Linked DNA regions of Mus musculus: all the other regions are linked to region 3. The links are chromatin contacts, called in public HiCAR-type, HiChIP or PLAC-seq and promoter capture Hi-C maps. All regions are on one chromosome and are shown on one strand. Each heading gives the region's core, a stretch centred on a gene start, on an enhancer-like site or on the middle of the called end of the contact. The rest is flanking DNA. Distances are from core to core; before and after follow the strand shown. Region 1 holds the start of Pts (6-pyruvoyl-tetrahydropterin synthase). Region 2 holds the start of 4930550C14Rik (RIKEN cDNA 4930550C14 gene). Region 3 holds the start of Fdx1 (ferredoxin 1). Region 4 holds the start of Poglut3 (protein O-glucosyltransferase 3). Region 5 holds the start of Tex12 (testis expressed 12). Region 6 holds the start of Acat1 (acetyl-Coenzyme A acetyltransferase 1). Region 7 holds the start of Npat (nuclear protein in the AT region).

Evidence for each region. Promoter capture Hi-C pulls out the DNA fragments that hold promoters and counts their contacts. HiCAR-type assays count read pairs that join an accessible place to other places. HiChIP or PLAC-seq counts read pairs in DNA pulled down with a chosen protein or histone mark.
Region 1: a promoter capture Hi-C map of liver shows a contact between it and region 3, with 2.4 times the contacts expected there. The contact joins the promoter of Pts here to the promoter of Fdx1 in region 3. A contact is called at or near these places in 3 of 39 promoter capture datasets (hippocampal neurons, liver and pre-B cells).
Region 2: a contact with region 3 is called in a promoter capture Hi-C map of the 3T3-L1 cell line, with 6 times the contacts expected there. The contact joins the promoter of 4930550C14Rik here to the promoter of Fdx1 in region 3. A contact is called at or near these places in 8 of 39 promoter capture datasets (the 3T3-L1 cell line, 3T3-L1-derived adipocytes, cranial neural crest and 5 more) and 1 of 115 datasets of contacts at active chromatin or transcription factors (astrocytes).
Region 4: a HiCAR-type map of astrocytes shows a contact between it and region 3, with 4 times the contacts expected there. The contact joins the promoter of Poglut3 here to the promoter of Fdx1 in region 3. A contact is called at or near these places in 8 of 39 promoter capture datasets (the 3T3-L1 cell line, 3T3-L1-derived adipocytes, cranial neural crest and 5 more), 1 of 115 datasets of contacts at active chromatin or transcription factors (astrocytes) and 1 of 9 other capture datasets (embryonic stem cells).
Region 5: a promoter capture Hi-C map of liver shows a contact between it and region 3, with 2.7 times the contacts expected there. The contact joins the promoter of Tex12 here to the promoter of Fdx1 in region 3. A contact is called at or near these places in 3 of 39 promoter capture datasets (liver and pre-B cells).
Region 6: a promoter capture Hi-C map of liver shows a contact between it and region 3, with 4 times the contacts expected there. The contact joins the promoter of Acat1 here to the promoter of Fdx1 in region 3. A contact is called at or near these places in 5 of 39 promoter capture datasets (3T3-L1-derived adipocytes, cranial neural crest, hippocampal neurons and 2 more) and 1 of 484 Hi-C or Micro-C datasets (B cells).
Region 7: a contact with region 3 is called in an H3K27ac HiChIP or PLAC-seq map of large pre-B cells, with 5 times the contacts expected there. The contact joins the promoter of Npat here to the promoter of Fdx1 in region 3. A contact is called at or near these places in 5 of 39 promoter capture datasets (the 3T3-L1 cell line, 3T3-L1-derived adipocytes, hippocampal neurons and 1 more) and 2 of 115 datasets of contacts at active chromatin or transcription factors (astrocytes and large pre-B cells).

What each region holds. Positions count from the first base shown.
Region 1 is chr9:50,526,931-50,530,914 of GRCm38.p6, reverse strand. Pts (6-pyruvoyl-tetrahydropterin synthase) reads left to right here and starts at 2,259. Exons shown (of 6, transcript NM_011220.3): 1 at 2,259-2,358; 2 at 3,966-3,984. The coding sequence starts at 2,279.
Region 2 is chr9:53,403,652-53,407,538 of GRCm38.p6, reverse strand. It overlaps 4930550C14Rik (RIKEN cDNA 4930550C14 gene), which reads right to left and starts at 2,253. Exons shown (of 9, transcript NM_001376944.1): 1 at 1,927-2,253.
Region 3 is chr9:51,961,036-51,964,876 of GRCm38.p6, reverse strand. Fdx1 (ferredoxin 1) reads left to right here and starts at 1,275. Exons shown (of 4, transcript NM_007996.2): 1 at 1,275-1,606. The coding sequence starts at 1,410.
Region 4 is chr9:53,381,921-53,385,466 of GRCm38.p6, reverse strand. Poglut3 (protein O-glucosyltransferase 3) reads right to left here and starts at 1,444. Exons shown (of 8, transcript NM_212445.2): 1 at 1,181-1,444. The coding sequence starts at 1,367.
Region 5 is chr9:50,558,880-50,562,558 of GRCm38.p6, reverse strand. Tex12 (testis expressed 12) reads left to right here and starts at 1,291. Exons shown (of 5, transcript NM_025687.3): 1 at 1,291-1,333; 2 at 3,274-3,339. The coding sequence starts at 3,277. The region is part of intron 1 of Il18 (interleukin 18); the gene reads right to left.
Region 6 is chr9:53,608,410-53,612,150 of GRCm38.p6, reverse strand. It overlaps Acat1 (acetyl-Coenzyme A acetyltransferase 1), which reads left to right and starts at 1,801. Exons shown (of 12, transcript NM_144784.3): 1 at 1,801-1,938. The coding sequence starts at 1,876.
Region 7 is chr9:53,535,213-53,539,077 of GRCm38.p6, reverse strand. Npat (nuclear protein in the AT region) reads right to left here and starts at 2,031. Exons shown (of 18, transcript NM_001081152.1): 1 at 1,890-2,031. The coding sequence starts at 1,926. It overlaps Atm (ataxia telangiectasia mutated), which reads left to right and starts at 2,407. Exons shown (of 63, transcript NM_007499.3): 1 at 2,407-2,515.

The sequences.
Region 1 (3,984 bases), core at 1,010-3,509, 1.4 Mb after region 3:
TTGGGACATGGGCTAATTTGCCACACAGTCCTGGATCATGCTGTCCTGGAATGTCAGTTTCTTCTACAGATGTCTGAAGGGATTATTCTAAATCCCATTAACCCTTTCCTCTTCAGGGAAGTGTACCTTACACATAAATGTCTTGTGTAGAGGTTTGCACGGTGACAGTAACTTATAGGGCTAAGTCCTGTGTGTGGTTTTGTGAGAGGCAGAGTGTGATGCATAGACAGAGCTAAGATTACAGATGTGGGAGCACGGAAGCCAGTCACCTTGAGAGGATAAGTCTCTGGATGTTCGCAGATGTCTATGGGGAAAAAGCACCCCATGTATTTCCTCAGATCAAACATGGAGGTTTAACATAGCTTGTCTAGACATGCAGGCCCGATGGGTTCTAACTTCTGAGAAGCACGCATACCTGAATGCATCTCTTTCCTGCACATGAACCTTCACTTTATCTCAACACAGCAGTGGTACTCAGTGCATAAGTGAGAGGAAAAGGAGAATGAGAGGGCCTGCTCCTGGCTCAGCCTACAACAAGAAAGCAAGATGCAGAACGGAATGTAAGATGGCCAGGATTGGCTTCCTCCTCCTCCTCTTCCTCCTCCTCCTCTTCTTCTTCCTCCTCCTCTTCCTCCTCTTCTTCTTCCTTCTCCTCCTTTCCTTCCTGTGTGCATAGCACCAGAGAGTAGGCCACACTTATCTGGGCAAGCAAGACTCCATTATGCCTGAAAATGTTATTTTAACAGTTGGGAATTCCTTTCTCTTGGAGAAAAACTAGATGGGAGGGGAAAGGCAGGGTCTCTTTTCCGTTATATGTAGAAAGACATTTACAATTCTTCCACTACTTGGTCTTCAGTCAATATTTCCAATACACTCTCCTCCGTTTTGCATGCACCCCAAGGTAGCCAAGAATTTGTCACTGTGCATTAAGCAAGCTACGTTTCCACATTTCCTTTGCTTAAACTCTTTCCTCTTGGGATTTTCTATTTACCCATCTGTTGGACTCCTTAAAACCCATCTCAGACTAATTTGCTCTTGGAAGCTTTCTTTTACTCTCTGACACAGAAATGGTAATTTTTCACTTGACATATTATTTGTTGGACTGCCCCCATTAAACTGAATTTTCAGATAACAGGGACCATTTTGTTGTTCTGAAGTACATGTGTCTAATACTTAAAGCATCTGGGATTAAGGTCTTAACTGTGGTGGTAATGCAGGCCCTTAATCCGAGCATTTGTGAGGCAGAGGGGCAGAGGCAGGTGAGTTCCAAGCCAGTCTGGTCTACAGACCAAGTTCCAGGACAGCCAAAGATACTTGGGTAAACATTTTTTTTAATTTAGTTTTTAAAATTTAATTAATGGATGGGTGATGTGGGGGCTGCCTTGCCAAAGGTGTCCATTTGAATTATGTATAGGATTTTATCCTTTTGAGACGGACCTTGAGCTTGTCACCCTCCTGCTTCAGCCTCAGTGCTGGGATCACTGATATATGCCATCTCTGACTGACAACATTTAATAGAAGCTAACCTTCTGAGACAAATATCTAAACACAGAACCAGCAAATGTTGCACAAGAGCGGTTGGGATTACACTGGAATACCTTTCCATTTCAAAAACTCTGAAAGCCAGGAATCTAAAACCAGGAACAGCGTATTCCTTCTGAGGGCTCTGAACGGTGAATCTGTTTTCTGGCTGTCTCTGGTTTGAGGAAGTCTCTTTGTATGACATTCTCTCACTTGGATATTGAGATGTCAAAATTTTCCTTTATTTTCCACTTAAGCTAGTGTTTTACTATGTTGCCTAGAACAGATCGGGACTCCTAAAATCAATGCCCCAGCTTCAGCCTGCAGGGTAACTCTAATGACAGTGCATTGCCATCCTTAGCTGGGGTTTCTTTTTGGTTAAGGACACTTTCAATGTGGTACCGGGCTGGAGAACATCTGATAAGGGCACCCAGACATTGGATTTGTCAAACCCAGGACTGTCAAAAATGAAGCGAAAGAAGAAGACACAAACTAACCTGGCAATTTAAAAATCCAGGCCTCTGGCTTCTCACCCACCCACTGGCCCCAGGTATTTCTGACTGCCTAGCGAAGACTGAACAGCAGGGGGCGCTAGTGTTTGCCTCCAAGTCGGCCGAAGGGTGCCGCGAGTCGAAACCACTCCCAGGAGTGCTTTCGGCAGGGAGGGCCGAGTTTGCACTGCGCAGCCGCGGGGGCGGGACTGGCCTCGGTCCCGGAAGCCGGAACCGCTAGCTTGTGAGTCTTCGGTCCGAAGACCATGAGCGCGGCGGGTGACCTTCGTCGCCGCGCGCGACTGTCGCGCCTCGTGTCCTTCAGCGCGAGCCACCGGCTGCACAGGTGGGGTGTGCCCACGTGTGTCACCGCACGCGCGGGTCTTGTCCCGCTATGTCCCTGGGGGGCGTGGCCACGCGCGTGGGTTAGAGCCGAGCTGGGGCGGGCCGAAGAGGAAATGGTGAAGGTGCGGAGCTGCACTACCGGCACTCACCCGGGAGAGGGCGGTATAGCTCCGATCCCGGAGGATCCACTCTGGAGAGTTTCCCTCCAGAGGTTGCCCACATCCAGAGGTACAATGACAGGAGCATGGGCTACCGGGTGCAACCCAAGGTAGTTTTCATCCCCCTTTTACCAAAAAAGTAAAACCAGCCTTGATACTTTCCAAAGGAGCAACACAGTCGGGAATTGAATCCCAGAGAAACAAGACCGCACCTGAGAGTTGGTTTCAAAGGGAGCTTCGTTACTCACTTGAAGGTTTGCTCTTTGGATCTGCATGTCATCATCAGAGAACGGCCTTTTCTAACAACAGGGTTGTCATAGGGAACAGCTGACACTTGTCATCCCTCTACCCCCACCCCTCCGTGTGGTCAAGTTGGGTACAGTGAGAATTTTCTTCAAAAGTCTTGTGAGCTGTACTGCTCTAAGTGCGCAGTAGGAGAGAGTGAAGGGGATAAGAAAGAGTTTAAAGAATTTAAATAAAAAGTTGTGTTTGTGTGTGCTTGTGTGCTGTGTGCACAGCTTGCACGAAAGAGTCTGTGGAAGCCAAAAGAGGATTCCTTGAAACTGGAGTTACAGGCTTCTGAGCTGTCACGTGGGTGGGCTGGGACCTGAACCCTGGTCTTCTGCAGTAGCAGTAAGCACTCTTAACTGCTAAGCCATCCTTCCGGCCTCTCAAAAGGGATTTTTATAATAGGAAGCTTACACACAAGGTTAGTAAGGATGCACAGATAAGTTGACTGATACAGATTCATTAAGCTAATTGTTTTCTGTCTGGAATGACAGCCATGTGTAGTAAGTTTAAAGTTTCACCTGACTTGAGTGTCCTGGAACACATTGGTAAGGTTTCCACTAGGCAACTGCTGAGGCAGAGGAGGGCAAGATTGTGAAAAGAAGAGCCTGAGGTCATTATTTGTCAGGAGGAATGACGTTTTTAAGCCGCTGGAGGATATGTATGTCTTCGTGCTTATCACTGCTCCTTGCTTCATCTCTTATCCCATAGCTAATACTCAGGGCTTGTTGAATTGGAAGGTGGAGCCGGGATGTAGCACAGTAGGTAGAGTGCTTGACTACACAGTGCCTGCTTACATAGATCTCAGGACTTGGGAGGTGGAGGCAAGAGGGTCAGAAGTTGGAAGTCGTGCTAAGTTACCTAGTGAGTTTGAGGCCAGCCAGGGATAGAGGAGACCTCGACAGAGAGAGGGCAGGAGAGACAGTGCTGACTATGGGCAGAGTTGTTGACATCTTACTGTGGACTAAGTGGGTTGAGATGAAGGTCTTGGATGATTTATGTGGTAATCTAGTTTAATTAGAGAGTGGAGTGTTGGTTCTTGATAGAAACGGGGATCATGATATGCAAGCGATCTAACCAGTTGATCATCTACAGTGACATGAAATTGTAGAGTTTTCTGGACGTCTGAACTTCGGGCTGACCTCTATCTTTCTCCTGTCAGCCCATCTCTGAGCGATGAA
Region 2 (3,887 bases), core at 1,004-3,503, 1.4 Mb before region 3:
CTAAACTTTAAGATTTAAGTTCAAAGTCGGGTAGTGGTGGCGCATGCCTTTAATCCCAGCATTCCGGAGGCAGAGGCAGGTGGATTTCTGAGTTCGAGGCGAGCCTGGTCTACAGAGTGAGTTCCAGGACAGCCAGGGCTACACAGAGAAACCCTGTCTGGAAAAACCAAAAAAAAAAAAAAAAAAAAAAAAAAAAGATTTAAGTTCAAATTGTAAATAACTAGCCAGAGTTGAGCTCCATCTATGTCTTTAAAGTCTGTGACCTTTACATACTCTATTGTACGACTTAAACAGCTGTAGCCACAAGGTTTCCCAAGCCTCTAGCCTAGAACTGGGATTGGTTATAGACTTTAACTACATTGTCCATTTTATATATCATGCATTACTTTAAAAAAAAAAACATGAAGCTTGTACTATTAAGGGGTGAAACAAAAATCACTACTTGCACTTCAGTTTCTATTTGAACTGTAAAGAGTAGTAGAGAACTCAGGAGAGAGTCTAGTTCTTAGCCCCTTCCAAGGTTTCCAAAGCTGTGATGGGAGAGGTGGTGGATGTCAAGTTGTTCTACTGTGAGGGTGTTCTGGGGACGTATGCTGAGTTGATTCTTGTGTTAGCATATGAGATAAAAGTGAATTGAGGGGTTGGAGAGAAAGCTCACTGAGTAACTTCTTGCTCTGCCAGCGTGACAATCTCAGTTTGAATGCCTACACACATACACACAGGTAAATGTAAAGACTTTTTTTTTTTTTTGAAATCTCCAGCAATTAACTGTTGCGTTGCACTTGAGCTGATAATTGAACCTACATGGTGGGAAGAGGAAGGGCCGGAGCTGTAGCTCAGGGAAAGAGTGTTTGCCTGACACTTCCAGAAGAATCGCAAAACAACAGCAATAACAATAACGATAAGGAAGAGACTAGGGGTTAACCTTGCCCAGCTTCTCTCAAGTTCTGAGGCTATAAGACTGGCCCTAAGAGTATTTGCATTGTGAAAACTATCAAATGTTTTAAATCGGTATTTATGACTTTTTCTAGTTGACTTAAGATTTAAGGATCTATGGCGATGTGTTAATGATGCAAATTAAAGGTGTAGCGTGTGCATTGCCATTCTGTCGTGACTAGCACAGCAACGCAGAAACGATCCCGAGGAACAAAGGCACTTCGTGAAAGGAGAAAGAAGACCAAAAAGCCTTGGCACGTTCAACTATACTAAATGTTGCTAGTGTACTAAATGGCAGGTCAGGTAAATGTGCATGAGTACAGTCAAAAATGAGAGAGAGAGACCTAACTGCTGATTACCAGCAGTGGAGCCGCAGAGCAAAAGACCGAGGTTGTTGAGGAATTGACAAAGTAGGCTCTGGGCTGTTATGTGGAAGCAGGGACACAGTAGCCAGAAGATGAGGCTGGACTCAAGAGGGCTTGTCTTTTTTAAATATGAGGCACTAAAACGTGAAAATATTGTTAGAGAAGGAGAGATGAAAGGCGCAGGAGAGGGTAAAGGAAACTTATGATTCAGAGCAGAACCGTTTGCTATGAGGCTTCAAACCACGTGGGAAATACTTCAATTCTAAGACCCAAGGAGCACAAGGAAACCATTGCTTAAGTCAGGACTTTACTACACCCAGGTGCGAACTGCCAATTAGGAGAGGACTACCAGCCAGTCTCAAACCAATAGCCCTGTGCTGGGATTCAGAGGGAGCCCTGCAAGTGGACACCCTTGTCCTGTGGTTTCCTCCAACTCCAAACCCGTATTCCCGTTCTCTTTACTAAATTTTATTTTTTTCAGCAAATGTGTCTTCACGATTTTGCTATTCCTCTTTACCTATACATCTTGATACTGAGGGACAAGACAGAAATCCTAAGCATGTACCCTTTAGAATGCTCCCTCCATCTCTAAATATTTTAGGGAGAAAAATCTAAAACCACATACTGCATTTAACAGGGTGGAGGAAACCCAATGCGAGAGGTGGGTTAGCAATATCCCCGAAGCTGCAGCTCCTGAGTTAGGGCGAGGCTGGAGTGGGGGTTGGTGAGGTAGAGGAAAGCTTTTCCATCACAGCAGAGCAACTGTGCCAGGAGAGGGGTTTGGGGAACAGAGCATGGAGAAGGATGGTAGCATACTAAGATCGTGAGTATTTAGCGTCTTTCAGCAGGCCAAGATCAAACCAGACACCAGAGCAGAAAGGAGCTGGGGAGGGAACATGTCCCTTGACTTGCCAATCTCTGTCGCTCTCCGCTGTTTCCTTGGTAACGACTTAGTCAGTCGGAAATGACTTAATAGCTCCTTCCCTAGCAACCTTCTTAGGCCCCGCCCCCAACCCTGACCATTCTCACTTTGATGTTTGTTCTGGTAGAAATCTCGCTCTCTTCCAGTCTCAGTGCCATAGAGGCAGAGGACTTGAGAAAGGAACTCAGAGAGATCTCGGGCATGTGACGGGCCTTGCTGAAGGCCTAAGTAACATGAGGTCTCAGACTAACGCTATTTCTAAATTTAAGCTCCTTAGCCTGACACGGGTTTTAAATAGAGGACTTCACAGAACCCGAAAGCACACTGCATATTTAATGCATGCTTTATTGACTTGAATGTTGAATATCCTGCACGCCGACATTACCTCAATGTCAGAGTGTAACAATGTAAAATGAAGAGTATTCAGACCTGCCCAGTTCTATGTTCTTGCATGGAACATAATTTGTGAGGAAGATGAACTTCTAGGAAAATATTTTCCTTACATACTAAATGCATTTTTACGGGGGGTGGGGGCGGAATCTCTGTAGGAAATTCGGTGACAAAGTGAATGTCAAGACCTTCAAAATTATCACAGTTTCCATAAACAGGGCCTTGGGCTTTGGTTCTCCTTCAAGACACTGTGGCCATGCGTAGAGAGAATACTTGTGTGTTGTATGGATGCATCACCTGTCAATTAAAAAGTCTGTGGCCTATGGCTTAGGCAGGAAATGGGAGGTGGAACATCCAGGAGGCAGAAAGGATTCTGGGATAGAGTCCCAAGGGAGAATAGCCCGGGAAGATGTGAGGAGACCGACTCATGGTGCCTGAGCATTGATAGCCAGCCATGTGGCAAAATGTAGGTTAAAATAATGGGTTTATGTCGATTATGTAAGTTATGATCTAGTCAGAGAAAACCCTGGCTTTATGGCCAAGGTATTTGTAAATATATTTTGAGTCTAAGTCTTATTCCTGGGAGCATGAAGCTGGGAGTCAGAACCAGCCACGTGTTAGCACACAGATAGGAGTAAATTTTTTTTTTTTCGAGACAGGGTTTCTCTGTGTAGTTTTGGCTGCCCTGGAACTCACTTTGTAAAAAAAAAAAAAAAAAAAAAAAAAAAAAAAAAAAAGGATTAATTTTCTTGTTTTTGTTTAAATTTTTTTTCCATAAGGGTTTTTTTTTTTTTTTTCCAAGGCAGGGTTTCTCCATGTAGTCCTGGCTGTCTTGGAACTGCAAGGGGAATTGGGGGCAGGGCACAGACCCTCTCCAGCGTTGCAGACTGGGTGTTTTAGGCAAGGGATTGTGGGCTGTGGTTAGGACTTTCCCTCAATCAGCCACAGTCGAGATTTTAACATGTCTTAAAATTTGGGATTATAGTCAGGCATGGTGGCACATGCCTTTAATCCCAGGCAGAGGCAGGCCAATTTCTGAGTTCGAGGGCAGCCTGATCTACAAAGTGAGTTCCAGGACAGCCAGGGCTATACAAAGAAACCCTGAAAAAACAAAACAAACAAACAACAACAACAACAAAAACCTCAATGCTGGGGCTGGCGAGATGGCTCAGTGATTAAAAGCGCAGACTGCTCTTCCGAAGGTCCTGAGTTCAAATTCCAGCAACCATATGGTGGCTCACAACCATCTGTAACGAAATCTGATGCCCTCTTCT
Region 3 (3,841 bases), core at 26-2,525:
GTTTTGCACCTCTTAAGTATTACTTTTTAAATATTTTTATTTAAAAATATGTGTGTGTAGGTACGTGTATGCCACATGTCAGTGGGTGCCTGTGGAGGCCCGAGGGCAGAGGATTACTGTGAAACTTGGAGTTACAGTTTTAAGTTGGGAGCCAACTGCAGTGGGTGCTGAGAAACCAAATAAGATCCTGTGCAAGCTCAAGAAGTACTCTAACTGGTGAGCCGTGTGCTCAGCCTCTTGAGAATACCCTTTCTCCTCCCAAATGTATGTGTCTGCCTGAATCTATATCTAATGTGTACCATGTGCATGCCTGGTGTCCGAGGGGCCAGGAGAAAGTTTTGGATCCCCCGGAACTGGAGTTACAGAGAGTTGTGAGCAGCTCTATGGTTTCTGAGTCTTGAACCCAGGCTCTCTGCAAGGGCAACACACATTCTTTACCCCTAGCTACGTCTCCAGCCTCAGCTTGAATATTTAAGTAGTCTTTTACTGTCTTCAGTTCGCTTGCAACATGTGCTTCTGTCCTTCAGCACCTTATCAGGAATGCTCAAGATGATGTATGTATTGCTCATGGTCTGTGACGCAGTTCCTTGCCCTAATTCACCTAACCTCCAGAGTGGCCCTGAGTGTGAGCTTATCCGCAGTCATGGAAACTCTTATCCTCCAAGAGTAATTTATCCAAGGTCTCTGATCAACATAGGACTTAGGTTTGGAGGTTGCGTATCTGACCACAAAAACTCTTTCAAAAATGTACTAGCAATGACAACGTGCGCGTTTTAAAAGTCGGCTTTCTAGTTTTGAAGTCTGTTGAATAGTTACTCATTTAAGAAAAGTTTCCTGTTAACTTCTCAGGATTTTATATATTCAGTTTGTCAGTTCAGGCTGACCGTTATTACCTGCTTTCTTCAGCAGCCCTAAATAGCAAATTATTGATTATGAGATAGTTTATGCTTTTACCTATGCATGTCTCTCTTCATAAAAATGCCTATTGGCATTTTAAAACTTTGTATAACTCTCTGCTGTCCTGTGTAGGAAAAACCTAGGTCCCTTTTGCTGTAACTTGTATTCTAAAGTGTTGGAAACTGTGATAATTTGCTTTGTTTTTGAGGGTCTATGGCAAAAGGCAAAAGTTAATCTGGTGGCTTTTTGGTCAGTCCTTGATGAGTAATTGCTCCAGAGCGCAGAGCTGACTGCAGAAAAAGTTCAAGGTGAACTCTTAACCAGATCCCTGGAACAGTGCTCGGCCCCGCCCCGCGAAGGCGTGGCAGCGGCGAGGCGGGGCGCAGCCGCGGGTTATAGGACACGCAGGGCGCTCGCGGGAGTGTAGCCCTCTCGCAGCCGGACACGCGGGACCTACCCGACCCTCAGCACTGCGCAGGACTCCGCGGGACCCGGAACCTTCCGACAGGGTTATGGCGGCCGCTCCGGGCGCCCGACTCCTGCGCGCGGCCTGCGCCTCCGTCCCTTTCCGCGGCCTTGACCGCTGTCGGCTGCTGGTCTGCGGGACCGGAGCGGGAACTGCCATCTCTCCGTGGACCCCGAGTCCCCGCCTGCATGCAGAGGCCGGGCCCGGCCGGCCGCTGAGCGTGTCTGCGCGCGCGCGGAGCAGGTGAGGCGCGGCGGCAGCGGCGATGGGTCCCTCATCCCGCGGCCTGCGTTTCCGCCCGCGACTCCCTTCCGCCTCGCCTCTCGGTTGCTGGCCCCGCGCCGGAGAGCTCTTCCCGTGACCCTAGTCTTCTGGGCCTGGCTCGGGCGGTGTGGGGCGCTGGCTTTGGGGCTTCCTCGGTGGGTTGTCCTTGTCGACTTCGCCATTGGGGTTGCTTTGTGTTGGCCCTTTGTGCTGACTTCAGGTAGGGTAGGGTTTACACCCGCCCTGTTGACCCAGGGTAACAGTGTAGCCCTTATAGGATGATTTAAGGGATAAACGACCCCGTGAAGGTAACATTGCTCGTGCACCTGATTGAAAGTGAGGGCTCAGTAGGCAGCTGCCTCTTAGCAACAGTTCTGGGGGTCATAGTGTAGAGAATTCTGTGGTGAATGTTGAGAGAGAGAGAGAGAGATGAGAGATTCCCACCACCACCACCATGGGTGGAGATACTGGGTATATTTGTTCTCAAAAGCACGGTCCCCTTAGATTTACTAAAGACGAGATTTACTTACAGGTTTCTAAGTGTAGGGACAAGGTGAGAATCATATAATGTCAATGTCAATGCAAAACACATCTGTTACTTCAAAGGGAAGATGAAAGTTTCTTCAAAGTGAAACAAGAGTGGTTTTGGTCTGGAAACACAGATTAAGGTTTCCCTGGATTGTATGTTACTCGGTGGAAGAACTTAGCTCAACTTTTGTAGTCACAGTCCCAAAGAAAGTCACAAATCAATGTACTTGCCAAATATATTGCTGGGACACCAAGTGGATCACAGGATTATATAAAGCTAACTTACATAGATAGCATTTGGATCGGAAGCCGAATAATATGTTCCAAACGTCTTTACCTGGTAAACATGAAGCTCAGAAATAGTGTCTGGTGATACGTGGCCATTAAAGGCCTTCACTCAAGGTAACTTTGGCTGTCTCTAGATCTGTGGCAATCACCTCTTCACAACACAAATGTTTGTGCCTGGTGTATCAGTCTGCAAAATAGTCAACGCAGATACGGCTTCTTCAGAAAACTTATATTTATAGCAGGAACAAGAATGTGTGTACATACATTTGTGCATACAAATACATTTGTACATACAGATATTTTGCATGACGTGAGAGGGAAATTGTTAGGACCATTCAGTCCTAGTTCTCCTGGCCCCTCCAACCATTCACCCATGGATGCCTTAATTTCTGTGGCAGGTGCTTTCTGGATTTAAGCTGTGACATACATTGTACATAATCAGTGTGACTACTATTTAAGGGAACACACATGCGTTTGCAAACTGGTTCCCACGATTTTGTCATTAGGTTTTGGATTCTTTGCTTCTTGACAGAGCTTAAATAAGTTTTCCAGCTCGTATTATCCAGACCTTTGCTGTTAACACAGCAGCTCCCAGGCATATGTGGTTATTGAACATTAAGACAAGTGAAGCTAAAAAGTATTTAAGCTTCGGGCTTACAGTCATTTCAAGTACTTAGTGCATGGGGAGTGCCTGTTGTGCTTGGCTTTGCCAGTGCAGGACATTCCTGTTAAGTACACACTTGTATTTGGACAGCAATTCTAGGAACTGAGTTTTAAATTCCACATTTATGTAAGTTCTCAGTAAGTGAGTATTGAAAGCTTTTGTTCCCAAGTACTCTGATATTTTGTAGCAATTTGATCACAAAGGGCTTTCTTTCACTGTGCTTTTAAGACAATCCCAAGAAGTATATAGGTAGGTTAGTGGGCGTTTTCCATATTAAGCAGCTGGCAAAACCAGACCTAGACCTTGAGTAGGTTTTGTGCTGCACAGCAGGTGTCAGTCTTTCTTCTTGTATTGCTGCGGATGGAGGCAGGACCCTCTTGCGTGTCAGACGTGTGAGATACTGCAGTGCTACAGCTGGCAGCTCTGTGGTTCTTACTTCATGAGTCATTTCAGAGAGCAAAGGTGATGAGGGAAGAAGGGAGCCACAGGCTGCCCCTTTTCCCTTGCTAGTGCCCCAGGCTATGTAGTGAAAGGGTAACTGCTGCTATACTTTACTGCAGTGATTCTCACCCTGAGGGTTGAGACCCCTTTGTGGGGTAAAATAACTCTTTCACAGAGGTGGCCTAAGACCACTGGAAAACAGATATTTACATTTCATAACAGTAGCACAATTACAGTTATGAAGTAGCTGTGTAAATAATTTTATGTTTGGGGGGTTCACCACATCACGAGGA
Region 4 (3,546 bases), core at 195-2,694, 1.4 Mb before region 3:
TTCTCAGCAACTATATTAGGTGGCTCACAAGTGTCTAGAACTATGGTTACAGCAGATCCAGTGCTCTCTTCTGGTCTCTATAGGCACCAGCTCACAAGTGGCATATACAAACACACACATATCCGAATAATCTTTGCAGAACATTTTATTTGGGGAAAAAGATTTTTAAAATGGGGGGGGGGGATCCTTACTCTCCTGCTGTAACCACATGAGTGCTTATCTGGGTTCATTTATTTATTACAGAACTGCAGATACACCATAACACGGTTTGAATCTGAACCATGTTCCACAGACTCCTGTTCTCAACACTTGATCCTCGCGCTCTCTGCTTTTGCGCGGCTGCAAGCCAGTCTAGAAACCCCTCTCAGCCTCCAAACCCGCACTCCTGAAGCTTCCCAGACTCCCTTGGACCTATTGGCAGTTCTTTAATGTTTACACCAGGCTGCAGAAATCCAATTGCAGCAACTGTGCTTTGCCCTGATAGGCAGGTTGCTTATTATCTATTTTCTCAGCAGAGTCTTAAGTTTTCGATAGGCAGACATTGCCATCCTCTTTTTTACTCCAGGATTACCATATACACGTGACTTCTAAGTACGTGAAATTCCCGTTTGCTCGGTGGAGGACGCCAAGGAGTTCTCTGCCTCTTTGCAGGCAAAACAGGACGCCAGATGGGAGCAGCCTTACATTTAGACACAAATTAGCAAATCCTGACTGGCAACAAGTTGAAACCAGCTGGACAAGTCCAGAGAAGCAATCAGATGTGGGAGGAGGGCCCTGCTGAGATTCAAGACAAGCGCCTCCCTTCTCCGGTTCTAGGAAGTTTCCCTGCTTCGCGTGGTCTGCACTGCGGGCCTAAGAAGAGTGGGCTGCTGAGGGAGGGAGGAAGGCGCGCCCTGCAGGCCAGGAAGGGCCATCTGCATCACGTGATGGCACCACTGCGCTCCGTGGGACCCCACAGGCGCCGTTTACTCTACTTACCCTTACATCTGTCACCGGGCGGGACCTGTGGCCCAGCCTTTGGAGTTAGTCACCCAACGGTCCTGAGTGGCACCTCCCGCCCCCGTGGGTGTCAGGGAGGAGGGAAGGGACGCCGATGGGAGGGGAGAGAAGACGACACCCGCAGTGGGGAGATGGCCACGTGTGGGGACAGGGACGCGCGGGGACGGCAACGGGCGCTGACCTGGCGGCGAGCTAGTGAAGTTCCGGCCGTCCGAGTCCACCGACTGCAGGAAGAAGTAGCGCACGGGCAGGACGGCGGCGGCCTGCAACCCAGGGCCCCACGCCAGGCTCCGCGGTGCGCTCACGCGCGCCCCGGCCCCCGCCGCCACCAGCAGGGCGAGCTGCAGCCCCAGCGGCAGGGCCTGCATGGTCGCCGGCTCTCAGCTCCGCTGGCCAGGGAGGAGCTGGAGCGCCGGGCCGAGGGGACACCCGAGGGCGGGCCTCTGGCTAGAGCCGCCCCGGGCGGGCCGGGCGCGCGCCCGGACCCCGACTGGCTCGTGTACCGCGCCCAGGCCTTACGCTCCTAGTCATCCCTACACTAGTTGCCTGAGTTTGCCAGTCTGGAGAAAGGCAGGGTGTGCTTGTTTTAAAATTGTTACCTCTTTTCTTTTTCTTCTTCTTGTTCTTCCTTTTCTTGTTCTTCCTTCTTTTCTTCTTCTTCTTCTTCTTCTTCTTCTTCTTCTTCTTCTTCTTCTTCTTCTTCTTCTCCTTCTCCTTCTCCTTCTCCTTCTCCTTCTCCTTCTCCTTCTCCTTCTCCTTCTCCTTCTCCTTCTCCTTCTCCTTCTCCTTCTCCTTCTCCTTCTCCTTCTCCTTCTCCTTCTCCTTCTCCTTCTCCTCCTCCTCCTCCTCCTCCTCCTCCTCCTCCTCCTCCTCCCCCTTTTCTTCTTCTATATTTTATTGTTTCTCCTTTTGAGAAGGAAGTCTCCCTCTGTATCTCAGGCTGGTTTTGAACTGATGACAATCCTTCCACCCCAGCCTCCTCCAGTAGAGGGAAATTAAAGGTGTGTAAGCCAAGCCACCTTGCCTTGTGGAGAAAACTGGTTGAGTTGGGGTTTTCCCTATGTATCTCCTACTGCCTTGGAACTCTCTATATATGTATATAGACTGGCTGATCTTTAACTCACTGTCATCCACCTGCCTCTGTGTCCCAGGTATTGGGATCAAAGGTGTGCACTACACCCAGACAGAAAAGGGTTGGAAACATGGCTTATTATAAATGCACATCAGGGTTTGGTTTCCAGTGCCACAGTGGAACAAGAGGAATAGCTTCCCTGTGAGGAATTCCCCTAGTCTTTGTTCACACACCGGCCCACCTGTTCCGTATATTTGTGATTGGCAGCCTACTACCCTGAAGTCCCTTATCTTTCGGTGTTTCCTGTGTAGGGCACTTGGGCAGCAGAAGGCAGGGTCTGGGCAAGCGTCTCAGTAGAGTTGGGCACCTATCCTTCCCTGCCCACTATGCCCTGGGCACCCCACTCCTGAGCATCAAGAGCCGGGAAGAACAGCCCCACAGCCCCCGTTTGTTCACTCTTGCTAATTATTTTTTCTTTTTATCTGAGTTTTAGGAACTAATTATTCTTCCCAGGATGAGAAATCTGGAAGAATTCATCCTGCAGAATGGGCAGAGATCTTCCTGGTAGATCTCAACCCAGAGCTTATCAGAACCAGGCCCCAGGCTTTAATTGGGCTCCTGAGCATTTTGAGCTCCGGCCCAGGTCACCAACCCAATTACCAATCATAGGCGAGTATAGAGGCCAGCAGGAAGAAATCGGCAGATGCCCATATGCACTCTACAGCGCTGGGGTCTCAGGTTAGCCCCTGGACGTTATAGACAGCGCTCTTTAGACGCATCATTAGGAACTGGGAATAAGTCACTTGTAAATTGCAGGGCAGCAGTGTAGTGTAACTTAGTGTGATTTCCAATGGCTTGTTTCCTGGGGTCGTTTGCATGCTTTGATGGAACGCCTACTCTGCTCTGCTCCAGCTAGCATTTATACATAAATAAATACCACCACACACAATAAATACCCACACACAAAACCTGTGTAAACACATTTTATCTACACCCTGCCAAAATTGAACTTAAATTTCCTTTTCCCAGAGAAGTGAGTCGGGGGTTATCTGGCTCTAGGTGATAGTGCCTAAGAAATTATATAACACTTGAAATAGAAGCCGGGCGTGGTGGCGCACGCCTTTAATCCCAGCAGATTTCTGAGTTCGAGGCCAGCCTGGTCTACAAAGTGAGCTCCAGGACAGCCAGGGCTATACAGAGAAACCCTGTCTCGAAAAACCAAAAAAAAAAAAAAAAAAAAAAAAAGAAAAAAAAAAAGAAATTATATAACACTTGAAATAACACCTATTGGGCAGGGGGGGGGGGGAGTCAAGCAACTGACTCCTAAGACTGCAACCAGACAAGCAATGGACAGTAACTAGAAGGATCATTAAGTGATTGTCTTAAACTACAAAGAACAGTCTGTGGTGCTCCTGAATGAGCTGGCCCCCAATTCAAGCCAGCTGCCTCCTCTTTGCTAAACCTGAGAACATCCA
Region 5 (3,679 bases), core at 42-2,541, 1.4 Mb after region 3:
TAAATACTGGTGGAGAACTTTATATTTGCTAAGTATAAAGTTAAATATAAATATAAACCTAAAAAAGTTAAATCCTTACATTTTTATTTCATGTTTATACAAAAAAAAAGTAGAAAAGCCATCGTCTTCTAATGGATTCTTCTAAGGGACTTTTAAAAAAAAACTTTGATATGATCTCATGTATCCCAGGATAGCATCAAAAGTAGCAAATGATCTTAAATTTATTCTCTAGTCTCCACCTCCCTAGTGCTGGAATTACATGTGTGCACTGGTTTATGGGTGCTGGAGAACCCAAGACCAGGAAAGTCCTGTAAAATGACCATAATCAGCTTTATGAAAAATGTATAACTCTTTCCCATTATCGTACTACACACAGTAAAAATTTCAACACAGATAATAAACTTTCAAGTACCCTGCCACCTACCATATTGAGCAAGGAACATTCTAGTTAGGCCAATGCTCTACATCTCTGCTTACTTCCCAGCCTTGATGCCAACCTTTAAATAAACAAGAGGAAAAACAAAACAAAACAAAACAAAGTCCCACGTGTTAAACAACAAAGTTCTAAAATGTAAAATTATGCTCCCAGAGTTTCTGGAGGCATGCCATTCACCTTTGTTTTATGAGGCAATATACCTGGTTCTGCACCAGGTCAACTAACTGGAAAGAGTTTAGGAAGTTTGTGAAACTGCAGGTCAAAGTCGGGGTGTGACAGTGCCCAATAAAAGTAAGTCATGAGTGTATGATCCATGAGAGTTACTAAATACTTTCTGAGGGCTAATTAGGTCTGCCAAATTAACTGACTTTTTTTTTTTTTAATTCATCAACTATTTTCTTTAAGGGTGTGACTTGGAGAGTTTGGTAGCACCAAGGACAAAGAGGGACACTGATAGAGCCTGTGGGCTGGAGGAACTGGTGGAGTCTCCCGAGCCAGCACACTATGCCCAGCATGCTTTCCTGCGAGCAGCCGGTGGGAAATATTTCATGCTCATCTGCTGAGATTCCTGGCCCAGGCCGCAAGCCCTGCCCGCCAGAGCAACACTTCTCTCCTTCCCAAAGACCCGCTTTGAAGCTTACTCCAACTTCTCCACAGTGTGGGAAAGGACCTTTCTGTTTCTCGAAGATTCCAAGTTGGGAGGAAAAAGGCGGGAAGTAAAGGGAAGTGCCGCTATAGGCTGATCGGCCCCGCGAGACTGTCACGTGGCTCGCGCGCTGCCTACTGGGAGCCGCTCACTCGGCGCCTGCGCAGAGGGGCGCGAAGCCCTCACGCTCGTGCTGCGGCTCTGAGGCGGCAGGTCGTGGCCGAATCTCCGCTTGCGAGTGGGGCCAGAGGGTGAGCGCGTGTGACGGGAACGTGGCGAGTGTGAAAGAAAGCAGTGAGTGGGGGTGGAAGCGGCCTCTCCGGGCCTGGGGCCTGGCGTGGAGTCGCAGATGTGAGGGAGGTGAGAGGAAGAGGCGGGGAAATGGCGTGAAGAGACAGTAGCGTTGTAAAGAGACAACGCTGGAGTAGAGCACACGCCAGTAGTCCCAGCACTCGCAGGGCACGGGGACAGGAGGATTGCTGCGAGTTAGAATCCAGCCTCGGCTACCCAGGGAGTTCCAGGCTAGCTTGCTTTGTGTGGCGAGTCTCAGTCCCAGAAATCCCGAAGCCGAGCCAACTACTGCCACAGAGGAAAAACCAAAACAGTGAACAGGGCGATGCTCCTGATGGCCCTGGCCGCAGGGCACTGATGTCTTCACAGAGTGAGGACAAGCCTGTTAACGCAGACTCAAGACTCTTCAGGAGTCTTAAATTAGAACAGAAACCACTTTTACAAATACAGAATTACGTAATTATAGAAGTTTTATCGGACGTGTGTATACGTTCTGTTAGTTTAAAATAGGAAAGAAGGCTGGGCGTGGTGGCGCACGCCTTTAATCCCAGCACTTGTCGAGGCCAGCCTGGTCTACAAAGTGAGTTCCAGGACAGCCAGGGCTATAGAGAAACCCTGTCTTGAAAAACCACACACACACACACACACACACACACACACACACACACAAAAAAAAAAAAAGGAAAGAAGAAGAAGACAAGGGAAAACTAAAAGAGGAAGATTTTTTTTCCTTGGGTTGGTGTCTCTGAAATTTATATTCGACTCTTTAGGAATGTCAGTGTATTCGTGTGTGTGTGTGTGTGTGTGTGTGTGTGTGTGTGTGTGTGAAGTGTGTCACACACACTTCAGCTTAGTACTGTGAAGATAATGGTAGGCATGCAGAAGTACTGTGCAGTATTTAGAAGCATCTTTATAATCTGCGGTTTGCTTTTGTTTCCATCATATGCATAATATATATAAGTACTCAGACTCTCTACAGTTATCTAACTCATGGTGTTTAAAAGTAACAGAGCTGGGTATGTAGGGAACGCCTTTAATCTCAGCAATCAGGAGGCAGAGGCACGTGAATCTCCTGAGTTTGAGGCTAGCCTGATCTACAGAGTAAGTTCCAGGATAGCCAGGGCTACACAAAGAAGAAACCCTGTCTAACCCCCATCCCTGAAAGAAAGAAAGAAAGAAAGAAAGGAAGAAAGAAAGGAAGAAAGAAAGAAAGTGAATGTAAATAGTTCAACTTTTAAGGTGTAGAGTCCATGCTTTTAAGTTCCAATGTCTTTTCAAGTTTGAGCCTTAACTGTTCAGATTCCTAGGATAGTAGCTTCAGAATTTATGGCAAAGCAGTTTGATGGCATGCTAAGGTAAGGGTGGAACAATAGAAACATTCTCTGACTAGAAGAATGAAGAGGTCTTGTTTCTGGGATAGACCAGTTTTATTTGTTTAAATGTGGTCAGCCATCTCTGCCTATTTCTTCTTTTGGAAAGAAGGAAAAATGGAAAGAGGGGAGCTCTAGCCTCTAATTTTAACATTAAAAATGTATAAAGATAGACGAATCTTAAATGTTCTAAGTGCTGAAACAAGATAGACTTGCCAATGAGGTTAGTTGAGCTCCTCTTTTTATAGGCTGGTAGTTGAAAATTATACAGTTAGTAAGTTGGTTTCAGATGATGGAGGACCTTGGATGCCGTGTGATAAAACTTGAGTTTACTGACCCAGAGGGTGTTTGAACAAAGAGTTTTGAGAGGTAGGATAAATTAGAGAGGGGAGAAATTAAGTTTAGGAGGCATACCAGGAGAGCAGAAATTAATAACGAAAGTGGGAAAAGGACACAAAAGAAGAGAACTGTAGTGTGGATTTTATACTTAAATTTGGGATTTCTCTAAATGTTATAGTTTGTGTCTCCAGAGAATGATGGCAAACCACCTTGTAAAACCCGACTCTAGAAACTGCAAGAGGGCAAGAGAATTGGAGGTAAGTTTTATGCCCCTGGAGCCTCTTACTGTATTTTATCTATTTCTGAAGTTTGTTTTCTCAAGAAAGTGCCATTGATGAGTAGAATTTAGTGTTCTTGTAGCCTCAGAGGTAGGATTGTCCTAGCAGGAACTATGTTGATCCACTTAGCTTTTTCACTATGAACAGACCTATAACAGTCTACATGGGGGGTTCTTCTTGGTAGTGTGTGGCCTTAAATGTAACCAGAGTGGATCCATATCTTTTTAGTACATGGGACTTTACATGCATAATCATTATATGCAAATTACAGTTATCATATTATTATAATATCCACTGGTGCAAGATACAAGGTCTTTTT
Region 6 (3,741 bases), core at 552-3,051, 1.6 Mb before region 3:
CAATCACCCAAGACATTTTGATATAGTGAGTATCTTAATGAGGAAGGCACACCCCCACCATGCAAGGAAACGGTAGGCTTCATAGTGAAGAGATAGCTTAGTATACTTGCCTAGATTATATGAAGACCTGGGATCAATACCCACCTCTGTTGCCAGCAATCTAAAGGTGGACATTGGAGGAGTAGAACTTCAAGGTCATCTTTGACTACCTAGTGGGATTGAGTGCATCCTAGGCTACATGAGACTCTAACTTGAAAAACAAAACAAAAGTGGGGCTTATGGTTCAGCAGTTAAAAATACTATCAGCTCTTAGAAAGGACCTGGGTTCAGCTCTCAGAACACAACAGACAGTTCCCAACTACCTACAACTTCAGTTTTAGGAGTTTTGACGCCCTCTACTGTCCTCTTCAGGCGCCTGTATGCACTTGGTGCAGATACACAAAGGTGCATATACACATACACACACTTTACCCCAAAAGGGTCTGGGAAGATGATTCAGTGTGCAAAGTGTTTGCATCACAAGAAAGCGTTTAGAGCATCATCCATGTAAAGAGCTAGGCGTGGTGGCCCTTGATTGTAGCCCCAGTTCCATGGATGGGTGGATAGGGTTGAAGGAGTAGAGATGGTGGCTTATTAGCCAGCCATTCTAGTGCAAGGAGAGATAGACCCTGTCTCACAAAACAAACAAAAACAAAACAAAACAAAAAACACCAAACAAAAAGCAGCAGAGAGTCTCAGAGGGAGTTATCTGAGGTTTACCCTTGGCCTACACAGGAGTGCACACAATTACATGAAACAAGTCGACTTGAAGTAAATTGTTCAATTTGTATGTTGTGCCTTTTGTTTTACATCAAGGAAAATTAATGTCACAAGCAGAAAGATCTGCTATCCCCAACTGAAGATTCAAAGTCAGCAAATGGCCTGGCATAGTGCTTTTAATACCAGCACTAGGGAGGCAAAGACAGAAAGATCTCTGTGAGCTCAAGACCATCCTGGTCTACATAGTGAATTCCAGGATAGCCAGAGCTACACCGTGGGACCCTATCTAAAAACTAACCAAACAAAACCTAAGCAAAACAATCCTCCAACTAGCCTTAGCAATGGGTTACACAAATGTGAGAATTATCATGTAATATCAGTTAATGCACTGTTTCTGTTTTGTTTTAATTATTTGGAGACAGGGTCTCCGTCTGTAGTTTTAGTTGTTCAGGGACTCGCTATGTGGACCAGGCTGGCGTCGAACTCATAGAGATCCACCTGCCTCTTTCCTGAGTGTGTCCCATCACACCCAGCCTGCGGGGAGTTTCTTTGAAAGTTGATGTAATCTTATTATTACTCAGTGAAGTTTAGATAGTAATATGTATTTTACTTAGCATCCTACAGAAAAACAACTTCAACATTCTTTTAACGTAAGAAATTGGTTTATTTGTATTATAAATGAATATAATGGGAATTGCTGGAAACATTTACCAACATCCTTTGTCTGGGTAATACAGTCACCTGATCAGGCACGGCAAAGTGAATGGAAAGTCTCGGACTGCACGAAAACTACAGGCATCTGGAGGCAGAAACAACTGGCATCAACAATCAACAGTTTAGCGTGCACCACCTAGGTGTCAAGCCACGTGGTCATTAGTCCTTTTTTTTTTTTTTTTTTTTTTTTTTTTTTGGTCCAGGAGAGCCTCAGCTCAGTCCTCGGGCCAAGCGCCAGGCCCCGCCCTCTGGCTACGGGCCAATCGCCGCCAAGCGCAGCGATCTTGGACTGCTATTGGAGGAGAGGGTCGGGGCGGTGCCCGCCACGACGTCGCAAGCTCTGCGGTGGGGAAGTGGAGGCCGCGGCGCGTCTCTCTGCCCTTGACAGCCTTTCGCGTCTCCATGGCTGCCCTGGTGGCTCTGCACGGCGTCGTCCGCAGGCCTCTGCTTCGCGGGCTGCTGCAGGTGAGCAGGGTCGATTCCGGGGGTGGGCCGGGATCGGGGAGCCCACCAGCCGCCCGCGAGGTCCGTCCTCGTGGGCCACAGCGCTCAGCACCAGCGCCTTGGGGATCGAGTGCCTGCGCCGTCGTGTGTCAGTCCACCTGTCAGTCTGTGCTACTGTCACGCTCCGCATCAGCTGTGCAGCAAAGCTTGGGCCTGACCAGGCGCGATCCCAGACTGCAGAGAGCTGAGTCTCTCTGTAGGCCCAGGAGTTTCTAAGACGTTTTTGTGACCTTGTGATTTCCTTTTCCTTGTTTTTTTGTTTGATTGGTTTGAGTTTTGGGGTTTGGTTTGTATTTTGTTCCACTGGTTTTTCTGTGGAACCCTTGCTGCCCTGGAACGCTCTCTCTCTCTCTCTCTCTCTCTCTCTCTCTCTCTCTCTCTCTCAAGATCAGGCTGGCTTCGAGCTCATTGGTCTTCCTCCACCTGCAGAGTGCTGGGATTAAAGGCATGAACCACCACCTGGCTAATCATTGGTTTAATTAATTGTCTTAATCAGAGCTCAGGCACTATATGGCAATCAGAAGATTGTCTTAAAACTAACAAGATGGCTACTGAGACAGTACAAGAAATAATTTTTATTTGAAGTGAGTGCCTCGCTTCTGATGGTTGTGTTCGGCGAACACTTTGTACTTTCCAAAGGTGACATTCTAGACTTTGTCGGTCAGTCTTTAAGAGTCTGGAGTTAGGTTTGCGTGGTTTTGTTTCTGAGAAAATCAGGGTTCGCCGAAACGGGTAGTTCTGGCAATAGGAGCTGAAAGAGAGCATTGCTCTGCAAGAGATTGTGAAAGAATAATTGAGGGCCCGAGGCTTGGAGCTGGAAGCTGAGGGCAAACAAACTATAAAATGAATCTTACTTGAGTTGCTGCTCGGGCAAGAGGAGCTTGAGATCAAGGATTTCAACCCACGTGGGCAATTTGGAGATACCCAGTCTCCGAAAGATAAAAAAACAATAAGTACTGGGTGACTGCAGTAATAGGAAAGCCAGAGGGATAGTCTATTTTCTCATCTGGAGATGGGCAGAACCTCACTCGTAAAATAAGTGTTCCCGGGGCTGGAGAGATGGCTCTGTGGTTAAGAGCACTGACTGTTCTTCCAAAGGTCCTGAGTTCAATTCCCAGCAACCACATGGTGCCTCACAACCATCTGTAAAAAAAGGAATCTGATGCCTTCTTCTGGTGTGTCTGAAGACAGCTACAGTGTACTCATATGCATAAAAAAAAAAAAGTGTTCCCAAGAAAGACTCGTGTGCCTTTTTCCTTCTGACCCTTCCTTCTCCTCCCCTCCCTTTTCTTGCCTCTCTCCCCGCCCCAGCCCCACTCTCCTTCCTCCCCCTCCCCACCATTACTATTACTCTCTTTCTAGTGGTTTTGCTAACTAGGTCATCTGACTTTGAACTCCTCACTCCCCTACCTCAGCCTCTGGATTATCTGGAATTGAAAGAGTAGCCATCATGCCCAGAGGAGTTCTGGATGAGTAAGTAAGTTTCGCGAGGATGGCTGGAGAGAGGTCCATGAAATTAGGTTAACTGGGATTCTGGATAATGTGCCTGGACGAATTAATTAGATAAGCCAGGTAGTCAAGGTGTGTAAACAGAAGTGTGCAGAGCCGGCTTAGTCTACACTGGAGGCTTTATAACCAAGTGCAAACTATCTTCTGCATGATAAAAGTGAGTCTGAACTGGTGTAATGGAGTCCATCTAAATGTAATTCTGCATTGAAGAAGCTGAGGCAGGAGGATTGTGATTTGAGGCTACCCTGGGCTGTA
Region 7 (3,865 bases), core at 782-3,281, 1.6 Mb before region 3:
ATATGCAATCAAGAAAGAGGGGCTAAAGATGGTAAGGGGGTACCACAGAAGGACCCTGAGCAAGCAATAAACCTGTAGATAGAAGTGTGTGTGTGTGTGTGTGTGTGTGTGTGTGTGTGTGTAAAGATAGTACTAAATCACAGAACTGAAAATAGTGGGAGGCTTTTTTTGTATTCCAAGTTCAAAAGAGGTTCAATTTTTAGATGCTTCAGCAATATTTGCAACCCGAGTATACATGAATTGCAAGTAGAGTATGAGGAAAGGCATCACAATTCCAAAACAGAATGGGAGGCATGCTGGAATTCATGGCACTGAAAGCAGAATCTGAACAACAAAGATGATTTTAAGGATGAAAAGCAACAACTTGAGTTTCTAGGCATCAAGAGAATAAGTTACCTTGTTAGTGGGGCAGAAACATAATTATTCCAATTAGAAAGGCCCTGTCATTTCCTTAAGGTTTTCTTAACAAGGCAGGACTTTCTCTTCAGGGGATATGCTGACAGTATATAAAGCCCCTCCCCACCCCCTTTCTTACATGAAGGAATGACATCCTACTTGTATCTAATGAAATCAGGGTTGCTATTAAGCATCCCATAAAATCTGAGGAAAGAAAACATGGAAAAATCCTCATAAAAATTATCCACTTTTCAATGTTCATACTACCAAACTCCAAAAGCCACTTTTGAGGCTATGATCATGGAATTTTATATGGATCACAAGACTGCTAAAAGTCGCAGTTCTTACCTAAACAATACGTATAGGTGGGGAGAAAAAAAATCATGTGAGTCTACTTTTAACCAATTTTGTATGAGCCTAATTTTAAAATTACAAGAAAGCTAAGTTTAAAAATCACAGGTATAAATTTAACTATCCAAGTCTGATGAAGATGAAAACATTCAAAACACTAGTTTTTGTATTTAAGTTTCTCAAAAAATGGACAGTAGAATCGTACAGAGCCTCTTAAATAAGTCCTGCCTAATGTGCAATTTTTATTTTTTGGACAGGGCTGGGCACAAAGCAAATGTTCGTAACGGCTGTGGAAACTATGGAATGAGTCCTCATACTTCGACCACTTTCTTTTAGAGATGTCCCAAATAACGTTTCAAAGTCACTGTCCAGTTTTGAGCCTAAGAGGCTCTTGTTCCCTACAGAACAATCCCTTTTATTCTTTCACAGGACAAACAACGAAAACAGTCTTTTCCAGAGACAGTATCTCCCGACCAACCAGTGGTCTATGAACAAACCCTTTTCGAAAATGGAGGAAAACGAGGGCTAGAACGTGTGCAACCAGAAGTCAGTCGTCGTACCTCCTAAATATTTGCTCAAGAACACGACACGCTGCCGTTCTGAAATATGCAATTGGCGTTTCAAGCCACTATGGTGGGCCAGGGGTGTGGGGCCCTCCCTGTGTCCCAAATTCCCAGTGCTAAGGTCGGGTTATGGGTAAGGGCGTCGGAAAGTCTTTCCACAAGGCTGGGCGGCCGGGGAAGCGGGGGTCCCCCCGCCTTTTCCTTTATCAGTCCCGGCTCTTGACAAGGGAAAGGGTAGGGGACACGCAGCCTCGTCCATCACGCAGGCGACACTCCTTCAGGTGTCCCAGCGGGCCTGGCTGTGCCTCGGAATCCAGGCCCCAGGTGTTCCCCGCCGAGCTTCTTTCTCCCTTCGGCTGCCCCCATCGCGCAGCAGGAGGAGAAGGGACATCCCTACACCGAGGAGCTTCGACTGTCCCAAGGCGCCGAGGGACCGAGCCTCTCCGCTAGTCTGAACTTGGACGGGAGCAGACCACTCCTCAGAGCTTCCCCACCCCGAGCAGCCCTCCCCCTCAGCCCCTGGTCTTTCCGTCCCCTCAGCCCGGGTCCGATCACCCGCCCTCCCAGGCCGCCGCTTACCCAATACCAGCCTGGCTACATCCGAGGGTAACAGCATGATCCGAGCTGCACAGGGAGCGGCCTGAAGGGACGAGACTCAACTCAAAGCAAACACGGCGACAGCCCCGGCGCCGCCGCATCTCCCGGTTCCACTGGAGGTGCTGAACCCGCGGCAATTTGTCCCGCCTCTTTCGTGCCACACTAACCAATCGCTTCCGCGGGAGACAGAAAGGCGCCGAAATGAAACCCGCCTCCGTTCTCCTCGGAACCGTCGTCATTTCCGTCTGCGGAGGGTTGTGGCCAGAGAGGACCTGGTGGCCGGCTGTGGGAGCGTCGGCCCCTGGGCGGAGTTGCGGGAGCGAGGGCAATCGCCATTGGTGCGCACTGCGCAGGCGCGTTTCCTCAGGCCGGGAGACTGTTTTGAGGGGAGCGAGTGTTTTGAGTTGGAGAGCGCGTGATGCCTACGCGCAAGCGCAGTCGTGCGGCGGCGCATGCCGACTTCTTCCTTTGGGGCACCCGTGCCTTACCAACTTGCTGCTTTATAGAGCCGGAAGCGGGAAGGCGTGCGTACAGAACCAGCTGCTAGATCCGTGCACGCGGGAAAAGGCGAAGCGACCTGGGTTTGCATTGGCAGGCAGAATGCAGCGGTAGGAGCGAGGGACGAACGCTCGGGGACTTCTGTGAGGGGAAAATTCTCTTCTGAGCCCATCTTTCCTCAGCTTCCGAATGGCTCTTACCCCTTCTCTGCAGAACGGCCGTCATCTTCTCCCTCTTTCTGCAGACCCTAGATGGAGTGAGCCTAAATCTTCCCTTCTGCACGTCCCTCTTTCCTATCTGTCATCTTAAGGGTTCTGGTCGATCTAGATTTTTTAAATCTCATACTTTAGTCTCAGAGCGTTTATTTATATTTAAGCTACAGGTTTGCACATGTTCGTAGTTAAGAGCACTGGCCCTTGGAAATCACAGTCTCGTATTCTCATTGTCAGTTGTATTGCCTGTGTTGTCTGTAGTAGGTAAGTGGCAGCCACTCTGAGCCTTTGAAAATGTTTAACCTGCGCTCCTTCCCCGGTCCCACCCCCGCCACCTGGCACAGATAAGTAGACAGCTACTTTTTCAAAGCGACAATGTGATAGGAAAAACTGTGTTAGCCGAGGAAGGACTGGTTCTGTGGAAACTGAGCCTGAAAGAATCGACTTTGCTGCTAGATCTTGCCGGGTGTAAATTCTTCTGCAAGATGGTAGCGAAGCTTTCAGACAGAAGGAAGTGCATGGAAAGGCACAAAGTGTAACGAGCTCTTGTTATTGAGTGATACAGATTTTGCAAGTTTCCAGTGTATTGAAGCCAGAGGAAGGGATGAGAGCAAGAAGAGGAGGAAAAAAACAGTCATCAAATAGATTTATAAAGCGATCGTAAGAGAAGACAGTAACAGGATGACAGTTATACTGAATATTTGCTGTGTGTGTGTGTGTGTGTGAGAGAGAGAGAGAGAGAGAGAGAAAGAGAGAGAGAGAGAGAGAGAAAGAGTGAGATAGTAAGAGAGAGAAAGAGAAAGTAGGTGTGTGGTGGGGGAGAGGGAAACAGAAACGGAAACGAACTCCTTAAAGTAGATACTGGTATCATTTTCTCATCTAGCATCCAGAAAACAGGTGCCAGTTTAACCAACATGTTGCAGGTTGGATAACTGTTAATTGAATGGACCTGGATCCGAACAATACAGCCTGACCATAGAACCCACCCTTTTGCAACCCAGGCTAGCCCCTAACTCACAATTGTGCTGCCTGAGCCTCCCCTAGGCCTGCAATACCTGACTGAGCCCCAGTGCTTTTTACCACTAGCCAAGACTAACATGCCACAGGTGGGGTTATTTCTGGGAAGGGGAGATGTAATTATTGTCAAAATGCATCAACTTGACTGAACCCTCAAAAGGAAGATTTGATTTGTCTGTTCAGGGGCTGTTGCTTAGGAAGCTTTTTTAGTTGAATGTTGGGAGCTGAACT